3 separate regions of the Zea mays genome follow, and regions 1 and 2 are each linked to region 3. Evidence: chromatin contacts called from public Hi-C data. All regions are on one chromosome and are shown on one strand. Each heading gives the region's core, a stretch centred on a gene start, on an enhancer-like site or on the middle of the called end of the contact. The rest is flanking DNA. Distances are from core to core; before and after follow the strand shown. Region 1 holds the start of LOC100280666 (ATP binding protein). Region 2 has its middle 49 kb from the start of LOC100502231. Region 3 holds the start of LOC100286370.

The links. A called contact is a pair of places that touch in the nucleus more often than the background predicts.
Region 1: a contact with region 3 is called in a Hi-C map of leaf, with 2.0 times the contacts expected there. The contact joins the promoter of LOC100280666 here to the promoter of LOC100286370 in region 3. A contact is called at or near these places in 3 of 25 Hi-C or Micro-C datasets (bundle sheath and leaf).
Region 2: a Hi-C map of tassel shows a contact between it and region 3, with 3 times the contacts expected there. The contact joins the enhancer-like site here to the promoter of LOC100286370 in region 3. A contact is called at or near these places in 4 of 25 Hi-C or Micro-C datasets (ear, leaf and tassel).

Annotation. Positions count from the first base shown.
Region 1 is chr3:106,973,493-106,977,644 of Zm-B73-REFERENCE-NAM-5.0, reverse strand. It overlaps LOC100280666 (ATP binding protein), which reads right to left and starts at 2,295. Exons shown (of 13, transcript NM_001153584.1): 1 at 2,034-2,295; 2 at 1,782-1,917; 3 at 1,434-1,505; 4 at 1,256-1,327; 5 at 1,071-1,142; 6 at 928-999; 7 at 756-827; 8 at 583-689; 9 at 296-478; 10 at 1-218. The coding sequence starts at 2,199.
Region 2 is chr3:106,923,606-106,927,680 of Zm-B73-REFERENCE-NAM-5.0, reverse strand. No RefSeq gene overlaps it. Among protein-coding and RNA genes, the nearest start is that of LOC100502231, 49 kb to the right of the region's middle. Within about 2 kb of position 1,505, at least 15 of the 20 cell types and tissues checked have an H3K27ac peak or open chromatin away from gene starts, as enhancers often do. A contact at or near this core is called in ear, leaf and tassel, where this site is marked.
Region 3 is chr3:107,113,597-107,117,408 of Zm-B73-REFERENCE-NAM-5.0, reverse strand. It overlaps LOC100286370, which reads right to left and starts at 1,945. Exons shown (of 4, transcript NM_001159257.2): 1 at 1,616-1,945; 2 at 1,312-1,494; 3 at 888-1,126; 4 at 198-776. The coding sequence starts at 1,909. The coding sequence ends at 530.

The DNA.
Region 1 (4,152 bases), core at 1,046-3,545, 140 kb after region 3:
CAGAATCTCAAGCTCCTTCTCGAAGGTCCTGTCGCGACTTTCGCGGCTGAGGTCAATCCTCTTGACGGCAAACGACGTGCCATCATCCATCACCATCCTGTACACCGTGCCAAAGCCCCCACAACCGACCACGTCCTCTTCATCAAGCAGCTCCAACCTTCTAATAATCTCGCTTGATGAATATGGAAGGTTCCACTGGTATGTCACAAGCTTTGCACCTTGATGATGACGAATAGCGGTTAGCGGCTGCAACTGGCATTGGTGGAAAGAAACAATAGAAAATGGAATCCATTACCATCAGGAACAGTCTGTTTGTCCATCTTTACATAGTTTCCACCAATGCTCTTCTTCCTGGACAGCAAGCAGATCCATAGGAACCCAAGTACGGCTACCAAGGCAAGAGCCAAGGTTGACATCGAGCCGATCACGACGCCATTGAGAAAGTGTGACGTCTTGTTGTTATTGATTGGAGAAACACCTATTTGGATTAGAAGCAAAATAACTCCACCGGTCAGTCATACAAATGCCACTAAAAGCTTGGAATGCGGCATGCAATCGATCGAGTGAAGATGGAAGGCTTGCCAGCCGAAGAGAGCGGATCGGAATGTGGCAACACAGCAGGAAAGCCGAGGGTTCCACGGCAAGCTTTCTGGATGGACAGGCCACAGAGCTCCAGATTTCCAACGAACCTGGCATCACGTGAACAATCATAACTAGGAACACTCGCAGGTAAACGAGGGGCAAAGGGGGCTTACGAGCTGCTTTTGAAGGTTCCGAGGACACCAGCATTTGGGATCTCTCCGGAGAAGAAGTTAGTAGACAGGTTCCTGAAAGATGCATGCATGGTAAGTGGGTGCCCCCCCTCTCATCAGTTGCAATTCAGCATTGTGTGTTTCCAACATGAAAATGGCACATACGAAAACTTACAGAAAGCGCAGGTGAGTGAGGCTTCCGATCGAGGCCGGTATTGTGCCCCTCAGCAGATTGCTTGACAGGTCCCTGCGATTCGAACATATATTTTTTTAGAATCACAAGCAGGCAATGGGCGATGGTAATGTGTAGGACCATACAAGATGGTGAGGTGCACGAGCTCGCCAATCTCTGAAGGGATGCCTCCTTGCAGGTAGTTGGCTCTCAGGTAACTGAACACACACACACAGAGTTTTAAAAAAGAAATTAAAGAAACAAACACATTTGAACATTCTGCCGAGTTAGCTGAACAAATCGATGACAATGAACTAGCCAAGTATCTTACATTGCCCTGAGCTCGGTGCAGTTCTTGATCTCTGCAGGGATTGGGCCGTGCAAGCTGTTCTGGTGCAGAGCTCTGGAAAGGCGGAAAGCCCATTCGTGAACAACGCAGCAGCAGAAATAAAGACAATGCAGTTGGTATTCAGTGGAGGAAAACATTTGGTCGGTCAAACAGGTCTTACAGTCTCTGCAGCTTGTCGAGCCTCCCGATGCTGGGCGAAATGATGCCCCCGAGCTGCATGAATGGGAGGTTTCTGCACACAAGAGGCACGCATGCGCATGGGTTCATCAGTGGCAAAGAAAAGGAAAGCAGGGGACAATGAAGGAATCCAAGACGAAGGCATCGGTAGCCGAGCCACGAGTTCACATTTGGGGGAACATCTGATTCAAATAACCGAGACAAGAGGGGGAGACAACGAGAGGGAGAGAGAAGAAAAGGAAATATATGGAAATGGCGAAGATAAAGAAGAAGAATCTACCAAGCTAGCAATGGGAAGAGCAAGCAGATAAGGCGAGCAGAAGGAACGCACATGGATTGGACCCTGAGGTCAGGGACGGAGCAGGAGATGCCCTCCCAGCCGCAGGGGTTGGGGTCGCTGGGACGCCAGCTGGTGAGCCGCTGCACGGTGGCGTTGAAGGCCAGCTTGAGCTCCAGCAACGCCTCGCCTGGAGGCAAGCAAGCAAGGAACAGTGGTCAGCAACTCAGCAGCAGCACTCAGCAAGCAAGGGGACAGCGATAACGTCGCGGGGTTAACCGATAGAAATGAAGCAAGCAGACGTACCGTCTGGGGTGAGGGCAATGGCGGAGGGCGTGGAGGAGCAGAGGCAGAGGAGGGCGAAGGCCATGGCGACGAGGCCGGCGCGCAGGACCGCCTGTACCCGTCCCCCCTGGCGGCGTCCGCTGCTTCTCCCTTTCTTCTTCCTCCTCCTCACCTCAATATTGTCCATGGCGGCGGCGGCGGCTTCTCTCTCCTTGTGCTTGGGTGTTGGTAGGATTTGAAGGAGGGGGACGTGGAGTGGAGTGTGTGAGAGAAGGAGAAGGACAGAGGACTGAGCTGAGTGTGCCTTTATTATTACACTGCTCTGAGAGCTCTGACGGGAAAAAAGGCTGACCCGGATGGACGTGCTTCCCGTGACTTGGCCCACTGGCGAGTGGGTCCACATGCTGTGCACCTTCTTGGGCCCAGATGTCAGTAAGAAGCACGGGCCACGATGTACGGTCGATGAGCTAGTTTGTTTTTTATTTTATTTTTTTGTCCTCCAAGAGAGAAGGCATTGGGCTTGTCACTTGTGGAAGCCGTAGATTTTAAATCTTCGAGTACGTGCGCTTCAAAGAATGGTGGATACTGTGCGGGCGTGGGCACGACCCTTTCAGTCGGGACTAAAAAAGATGTTTTCTTTTCCTTTAGTCTCTATATTTAGCAATTTAAGAAATAAAAGTAATGGATTAAGATTTAGTCCTATGAAATCAGACAGCTTGAATTTGCATGTGATACATATAGATTTACTAGCCAGTTGTCTATGTTTTTACTACGGTTTTTATATATCATATAAATAGATACTGAAAATTTTATTTTAAATATAATTATTGTTTATTTTTAACTATGGTCTGATGGAAAATTTCTGGAGTAGAGGATATGGGTTCAAATTCTCGCTTTATATAATTATTATTTATTTCTAAACACTAAGGTATATGTGGCCTTATGATAGATGCGGGGATCCACAGGGCAGTAGCTCAGAGAACGCTGAGAAGGTGAGCGCGTGAGGCGAACTCAGAATGTCAGCGCCGGGGTGAAGCCGTGTAGCACCAATACCCACATTAGATTCGTAGGGATACAAATTAGTCAAGTAATTTTCATCAATTCACAGAGCCGACGAAATTTAGCATGGCTAGTTCCAAATTATGTGCTTTTATGCGTCAACTCACTGGTACGTGTGGTCTTGTGGTTAGCCCCAAATTTCTATAATAAAGATGTGTTCAAATACTCATTTTGCACTATTTTTTATATAATTATTGTTTATATATAATTATTGTTTATTTCTAAAAACTAAGGTATGTGTGGTCTCGTAGTGGCTGCGCGGGCACGGGTCCATAGGGTAGTAGCTCAGAGAACGCTGGGCAGGTGAGTGCGTGGAGCGGGTCTAAAATGTCAGCACCGAGGTGAAACCGTGTAGCACCAGATGCCCATATTAGGTTCAAAGGGAAATAAATTAGTCAACTAATTTTCATCAATTCACAGAGCCGACGAAATTTAGCATGACGAGTTACAAATTATGTGATTTTATGCGTCAACTCTCTGGTATATGTGGTCTGGTGGTTAGCCCCAAATTATAGAGTAGGGTGTGTGTTCAAATGCTCACTTTGCACTATTTTTTATATAATTATTGTTTATTTCTAAACACTAACGTACGTGTGGTCTGGTGATGGCTGCGAGCGCGGGGTCCATAGGGCAGTAGCTAAGAGAAAGCTGGGCTGGTGGGCTGAAAGGGAAATAGGATCAACATTTTCCTAAATGATTTTGGTGGTTGAATTGCCCAACACAAATAATTGGACTAACTAGTTTGCTCTAGATTGTAAGTTCTACAGGTGCCAAAGGTTCAACAAAAACCAATAAAAAGTCAAGAAAGGGTTCAAATGAAAAGAGCAAAAGACAACCGAATGCTGCCCTGGTCTGGCGCACCGGACAGTGTCCGGTGCACCAGGTGGATCAACTCTAACTTGCTAGCTTCGAGTTTTCGGGGAGACTCTCCGCTATAATTCATCGGACTGTCCGGTATGCCAAGCGAAGTAACGGCTACAGCGCTAACGGTCGTCTGCAAAAGGTGAACAGTGAGCTACAGTGCGTGGACTGCGCGCGCAGAAGTCAGAGCAGGCGCAGATGACGCACCAGACAGTGAACA
Region 2 (4,075 bases), core at 256-2,755, 190 kb after region 3:
AAAACAGTAACCGAAACCTTCTGCGAAAAATCAAAAACCGAACCTTTAGTTAATCGAATATTTCGGTTCGGTTTTCGATTTAACCGAAAAAACCGAATACGAATAAAATTGCTCTAACATCACAATACAATGAAATATAAATATCATGATATGTTCATTTAAGAGCATAGTACAACAAAATACAAATGTTGTAACAATGCAATACAAATGTTCTCAGAGCATATTCATTAGGTTTAGAGCAAAACACAACACATGAGCACAATACAAATGTTTGATAGCACAATAGAGCAGTCCAACACAAATACACAATACAGTAGTCCAGCGCCCAGCAAGAACCGCGCAACCAAAGTCAAAGAGTGAGGTGCAAGAACTGTGCAGTCCAGCAAGATTCCGGTTTTCGGTTTAAACCGAAATAAAAAACCAAACACCGAAATAAGTTCGGTTTCTGCAGATTGGTAACCGAAAAGTAATCTGTTTTTTCGGTTCCGGTTTTTTCAGTTTCGGTGTTCGGTTTTCGGTGTTCGATTTTCGGTTTTTATGGCCAGGACTAGGCAACAGGGTGCGACGCGAGGCGGGGGCACGTGGGGTGCCCCAGTGTGTCAGCGCGGGGGTGAAGCCGTGGTAGCCTCAGATAGCCACCTTTCGTTCTTAATAGTAGTATTAATTAGATAAAAGAATAGTTTCTCATAACAATACATATACGCACATATGCATACAAAAGAATCTGAGATGTTCTAAGAATGTGTTTGGTTTAGCTTTCTGAACCAGATTCACTACTAAAAGTCTAGAATCCCAACCAAAATGTACACCATCAGAATTGAGCAAATTACAACTAAATTAGTTTAGCTTTATGTATGTCATTTTGGTGAACATAAGTTGTGTGGACCAATTAGTATTTACTATGTAACGTGAAATGAACAAATTACAACTAAATCATGTCATTTGTTCTAATTTTTTATGTAAAAACAAAAACCCGGTTTAAATGGGTGGTTTATTAGCGGTATTGAGCAGTTTACCGCTAGTTTTTCAGTGAAAAACCGTTTTGAATTTATTTAGATTTGGTTTGACTAAATCGGTCGGTTTTACCCATTTATGGGCGGTAACCGTTATCGGTGGGTAGCATTTTTTTTGACCCAAAATGGTTTAGTAATCCTTGTGCGCGGCTAGCTACTAGTGTTAATTGTTAATACTCCAGCAGCACACATGCACGGCATCCGTCCAATTTTATTGTATTTCCCTCTCGTCCCTCCCAATCGAACGAGTCCCACTACTACGCTTCATCCACCGAATGCCAAGCAGCGTATGTATGTAACAAATGATTGAGACCGTCGTTTTTGGATGCTTTGAAAGTTCACATTTGCTCCTCTTGATGTCTCCATCTGACGATGTCAACAACAATATGCACGCAGCAGCAGTCTGTCACCGAGTCAGTGACGTGCACTGTGCACAGCTGGAGTGACTTGCTGCATGCATGGTGATTAGCTCCACGCCGCCACTTGAGCCTAGAGCTAGTAGCCACTCACGGGCCGACCAGGACGCAGCCCACGCAAAAGACACGATCGAGCGGAGCGGAGAAGCCCTGCGGCGGCCTACGCAGAGACAACCTAAACAGTAGCAGCCCAACAGGTCCAAACCAAACCACGCGTGAAGTCGCCCATTGCTGCGGTGCTTAGTTCAACGTCCTATTTTTTTAGTTTTTTTTAATATTTACATTTAGACTATTGAACGTTTTAATTCTATTGATGCAGTGCTTCTTATAGTTCGCTGGTTCTCTTGTGACATGTTCTGGCCTTCTAGTGCAGGTGAATTGTGCTAGTAGCTAGTGCTCTTCATATAGTACTAACTAACCTACCAGGCTACCATCAGTTGATTCACGGGGGTTTCATTATTTTGAGGATTCAAGGTCTGGAGGGTCATATATATCAGTCCTCAAGAAAGAAGGTAGCTAACCATTTACAGTACTTCTCTTTGTGAGCACTGATACCTGCCAAATTTCCATCTTGTGCCTGTTCAACGTAACTCCAGCTCTGGAATGTGAAAGATGCATGATCGAAAATGTATGAACTACTATTATTTTCCTGAACTAAACACGAAAAATGTATGACTTATTATATTAGCCAATACTAGGGGCCTCTGTTGGTACCCCAATACTGCTGGGTCAAGGCGGGGTCCATGTGGCTATCAGTAGCCACGTGGTGACGAGCAGTCTACCCTCGATTTAGAGTCTAGTCCCGTCTGACGAGGCCACCAGCCATCGAGCCGGTGTCTCCTCTTGCCCCATTGGTGGGAGTACTTGGCAACTTCGACCATAAGTCTGGACCCTCACGGGTGGGTTCCAGACCTCCGCATGGCCCTACCGGATCCCTGGCAGGGGGAGGCTCGGATCTGCCAAATGTCCCTAGAATAAAACCACTCAGCCGCTATAGCCTTGGCCGGACTCCCATAGGACGGTCCCAGACCATTATGTCTGCCATCTGGACATCCAGCCAGGGGAGGTTTGGTGTTGCTGCGTGTCTGCGCCATTACGGCTAGGACCCGGACCTCCACAAGTGCCCTCCAAACCCTAGCTAGGGGAGGTTTGGGCTGCCACGCCTACATACATTCCAAGCTCCTGATCTCCGCTCAGGTAGAGATACGGTGCTGCCACGTGGCCTGTGGCCCATGACAGAAGCCACCAGGCAGGCGTAGCCTGACACGTGCCTCTAGCGTGGGGGCTGCTTGCATTAAATGCGAGTAGGAGGCATGTGCATTCCGTAGGGCATGGGCCGCGCTAGTAACCCACGCGTTACCGAGGCGTGACAATTGACTCCTCACATCGCGCATGAGCAAATCTCATCATGACTCATATTGTTCCCGCTACATAGATAGGCGAAGGAGACAGGCGGACGAGACAGGACGACAACGTTCATGTACCCCCCCATGATATGAACGACGATGTGCCAGGCTACTGTAACACCTTAAATCCATCAATTAAAATAATATATTAATAGTCATTTAAAACCTAGTATTGAGTAAAGTAGAAATTAAAATCAAGTATTTGATCTCATTTATCTTTAGAGAATTATTTTTGTTTGCTCATAATTGATTGATGATTTTATTCATAAAATTCCTTTTATGTGAAACCCAATTAATTAATATGGGAACTTTCGTCCAAAAATAAATATTTTAATTATAAACATTTTTTCTATAATTATTATGATTTTTGGCAATATTTAAAAAATATATTTATTTATATTTATGGGATATAAAAATAAAAGGAAAAAGAAACTCTAATACTCGGCCAGGCCATTTTGGCCAGCCGAGCCCATTAGGCAGCCCAATCGGCCCAGCCGCCACTCCCCCTCCTCTCTCTCACTGACGGGTGGGCCCCACCCGCCCCCTTCGTCTCCATCGCGCAGCGCCCTGGCCGGACCGTCCGCGCCCCGCCGAGCCGGGCCCGACGCCTCGCATGCCCGTGCCCGAAACCGCCGCCGGTGGCCCTTCGTCTCCCTCCCCCACTTCCTCTCCCCTCATGAAATCGTCGCCGCCATTAATGGCTTTGAAGCCGCCGGTCAGCTCCTCCTCTCCCCGGCTCTCCATCTCCCTCTCCCCCTCTATAAAGCCGGCCCTGCCGAGCTCGCCTCTCCTCTCGCCCGAGCTCGCCCTCTCCCTCTCTTCCCTTCTCTCTCTCGCTCGGCCACCATCGTCGCCGCCGGATCGTCCGCCGGACCATCCGCCACCGCACCGACCCCTACCCGTACCCCGGCCTCGCCTTGGCCACGTCCAGACCGTCCGCTCGCCGTGATCTCGCCGCCGACCGCCGTTCGCCGTGGACGACCTACTTCATTCGTCGATTCTTACCCATGCACAGTCCGAAAGCAAGGTCGAGGAGAGCACAATTTTTATTAAGATTTTCAATGTCATGTTTGAATTAGTTAACGATTTCGGTAATTATTTGTTTGAATTTGTGAATATTGTGATTTAGAAATCATGTGTATGTAAACGATTGATTTTTAAGTAGATGCGATGAACTAGAATATTATTATCAATTGTATGGTGAATGTTAATTGTTTACAAGTAGTTTAGAATATATGTT
Region 3 (3,812 bases), core at 696-3,195:
GATGATGACCTCTCTCACTTGCACTTGCACAGTGCCAGTACTTGGCACTCTATGTTCCAATCTTCTTCCAGATTATGCAGAAGGCGCCGCTACTGCATTGTGCATCAGTAGTCAGGATCCTTTGATGTGCAGTAGTCCTCACACTCGCACATCCCAAAAATATCGCTGAACGAAACAGAACAGAACAATGGAGAGGAGGAGGGAGAGCTGGAGAGCAGTCATTCTTGACAATTGACATCAACGAACAATGGACGCGACGCCCTTGAGCGACGAGCGCCACTGGAGACTAGAGCGTAGGCGGTAGTCCTGGCATCGAGCAAGTTTCCCACGCGAAGCTTGCTTCTGTCCACACCACACCTAGCTGCTGAAAGAACGAGAGATTGCTTCTCCTAAATCACCGAACGGGTCACAGCCACCAGCTGTGCAGACGAGAGAACGATCATGAGATGAGAAGCTAAGAGCAAATGCCTAGCTCACACTTTATTCAGCTCTTCAAGACTTCTTCAGTTCAGAAAGATTTCTTTACTGGCTAGCTAGTAAACCTGACGAGGTAGGAAACCATCTCCGAGTTCACCCTCTCGGCCTGCTCCTGCTGGAGAAAATGGTGGCCTTCGATGACGGTGACTTCAAGATCTGGAACGGTGGACTTGAACTCCGCGCTCTTGATGTACTCCCCAGTTCCAAAGGACTGGGCACCGATGTCCTTATCGCCAGCTATGAACTTCACAGGCACTGTAATCTTCGCTCCGTTCCAGGGTGCAAGGAGTCTCGAGTTCCTGCATGCAAAATTATATTACCACAACTTACGACCAGTGTAACCAGGCAATGGTTAATAAGACAGAAATAGTACGTACTAGGAAACAAGCTAATTAAGGTGAGGAAATTACGTCTCCGACATGCGGTAGTAGTTGAGGGGTCCAGTGAACCCGGACTTGTGAAACTTCTCAGCATACTGGCCCAGTTCTTCCTCGCTGATCCAAGGAAGTGGCGAGGGAGACGCCTCCAGGAAGTCTATGATCTCCACCCCAGGAGGAGCGGTGACATCATCTATTTCGATGGAGTAGAACTTTTTTAGGACAGTTGCGACATCGTAACGGGCGAATGCGCTCTCAGCTCTTCCAGCCTCCTGTAAATACGTATGAATCTTCAAACGCCATCGCCAAACGCTGTGTTTTTTCTATGGACTAATAATACTTAAATTATCGAAAACTCTCATTTATTGATATATATAGGTGCAAAATTGCTGGTACAAAATCAGGCGAAGTAGATAGCATGGTTGAGGGGGAAGATCATCGGATGAGCGAGCACCACCTGGAACTGATTTATGTAAAAGCCCTCGCCAAACGCCGCGAAGGCCTCCGTGATGGGGCGAGCGTGTGCGTGTCGAGCGGAGTACGGTACCCCCAGAACGACGGCGGCGCGCACCCGGTCCGGCCGGAACAGGCAGAGGAGCCACGCCGCATGCGCGCCCCAGTCGTGCCCCGCCACGAACACCTACAGATCCATCCGTGGCAGATGGCGGCGCCGGCGCGCACAGCACACAGTCACTCGCGATGGTGAGGCGAGAAACAAGAAGAAGCACGTACGGCAGGGGGACAGAAAAGGCGGCATGCACCTTTGTGAGTTGGAGGTGGTCGAGGAGCGCGACGACGTCGCCGACGATGTGGAAGATGGAGTAGGCGGCGGGGTCGGACGGCGCGGAGGAGTCGCCGTAGCCGCGGAGGTCGGGGGCTAGCGCACGGAACCCGCGGGCGGCGAGCGCGGCCATCTGGTGGCGCCACGAGAGCCAGAGCTCCGGGAAGCCGTGGAGGAGGAGCACCGCCGGCCCATCCTCGGGGCCCCGCTCGGCGACGTGGATGGAGACGCCGTTCACGTCCGCGTTCCAGTGCCGCACCTCGCCCGCGTCCATGCTATGCTGCATCTCTGACACGCGGGTCGCCTGTTTGGATCCTCAGGCTGCTATGCCGGTCAGTCAAAAATGTGCTCGCGCTGTCCACGTTGCACTGTAAAGAAATGGCCAAAGGTTTAAATCCGTTAATGAAGCAAGTAAATATACTCGCTCGGCCTTATTTTAACTGTCATTTTTCGTTTCTCGAAAAATCAAACATACTCTATTTTAATCAAATATATATATATATATAATAAAATACTAACTTTTATAAAATATAGTAATATTTATAAAATATAGTTAATATCATTAGGTGGATTATTGAATTTATTTTTCTAATAAATTTATTCTAATATATAAATATTGTTTGTATTTTTAAAACTAGTTAGTTTTAACTAGGTTTAATCGGTATATTAACTACAAAGATATTTAAATAGAAATAGATGGAATAAATATTTAGATTATTTTGTGAAAGTCGCTCTTCTGCACCACGTCGTCCTTTATTCAACGTTGACATCGACGTTGATTTTGGATCCGAGCTTTTAGGTGCAATTAAATTTTTATTTTTCGAGTAAGATGGAGCTCTCTTGTTGGACAAGGTGCAAGAGACAATTTGTTGACATATACATAAAATAATAGCACAAAAAATTCGGCCGGGAGGGTGTGACCACCCTCCCAGTACAATACCTAAGGCCGGCAGATAAGGCGCACAAAATCCTCTGATAGTTAATGGTCTCGAGCGAGAAAATCTCCAAACAATGACTCCATCACTAGCGGACCGTCATCGTCCACTCTGCAACAGTGGACCGTCACTACCCACTCTGCACGACCCAGCTAGAGGGTGGTGTGCAATACGTAACCCGGAAGCGGACAAGACATAGTGAGAGGGTTTTTTAACTACAGTCTTAAATTCGCTTCCATGAAAAATCGAACATAAGATCTGAGTTAGGGATGGCAACGGGTTTAAAACCCGCGGGTACATAGATTACAAACTCGTACCCGCGAGATTAATGTTAAACCCGTACTCGCACTCGCTACCCGCGACGGGTAGCGTATGTTACCCAAACCCGCTACCCGCGAGTTTATGGCATCCGCGGGCACAGTCATATAATAAATATTTATTAAACTGATAACACATAATAATAAATATTTATTAAACTGATAAAAACATGTACCAATCTTAGCCAAAAGTTCAACGAGTTCTCTGGCATCTGTAGTCTTCTTTTATATCATTTGATTGGCTCCGCCCGCTCAAATCTTTCGGGGTGGCACTAAATTGAGATGTATGTGCTCTACAGTCTACACAGACACACGCGAGTATGCGGGTTTACGGGTACAGATACAACATTTTTATGCCCACGAGAAAAAAAACCGTCAGGTTGAAAATCAAACCCGTACCTGTACCCACGGGTACAAACTCACACTCAAACCCGCACCCTCTATGGTTTTTACCCGTGAGCACGCGAGTAAAATGTGCCCGTTGCCATCCCTAATCTGAGTGCTGCTCAAACCACGTAACCAATTCAGTTAGGGACCTTTTTCGCTAATAGCACTAACAGTAGGGATATGTGACATATACATAAAATAATATCACTAACAGTAGGGATATGTGGAATTGTTGGCGCCAGCAAACAGTTTGAAGACTGACTTCAATTTCCATAAGACTGCAGCACTGTTTTTCGTCTATTTGGTACAAGTAATCAATAAGCTAGAATAATTTCATTTACGCACACTTCCTCCACTGCAGCTCAAACTTGACTATCTCCAGCAACTTACCCATCCTCATACCAATATTCAAACTCCACTACACGAACAGTGCAGTTTACACTGCAAAACGGTGCAAAACAGTGCTTTTAGATAAACTTTGGATAGACTGCTACAGAATGTCAAGTTACCCATCCCATTTCACTCAGACTTCAGCACG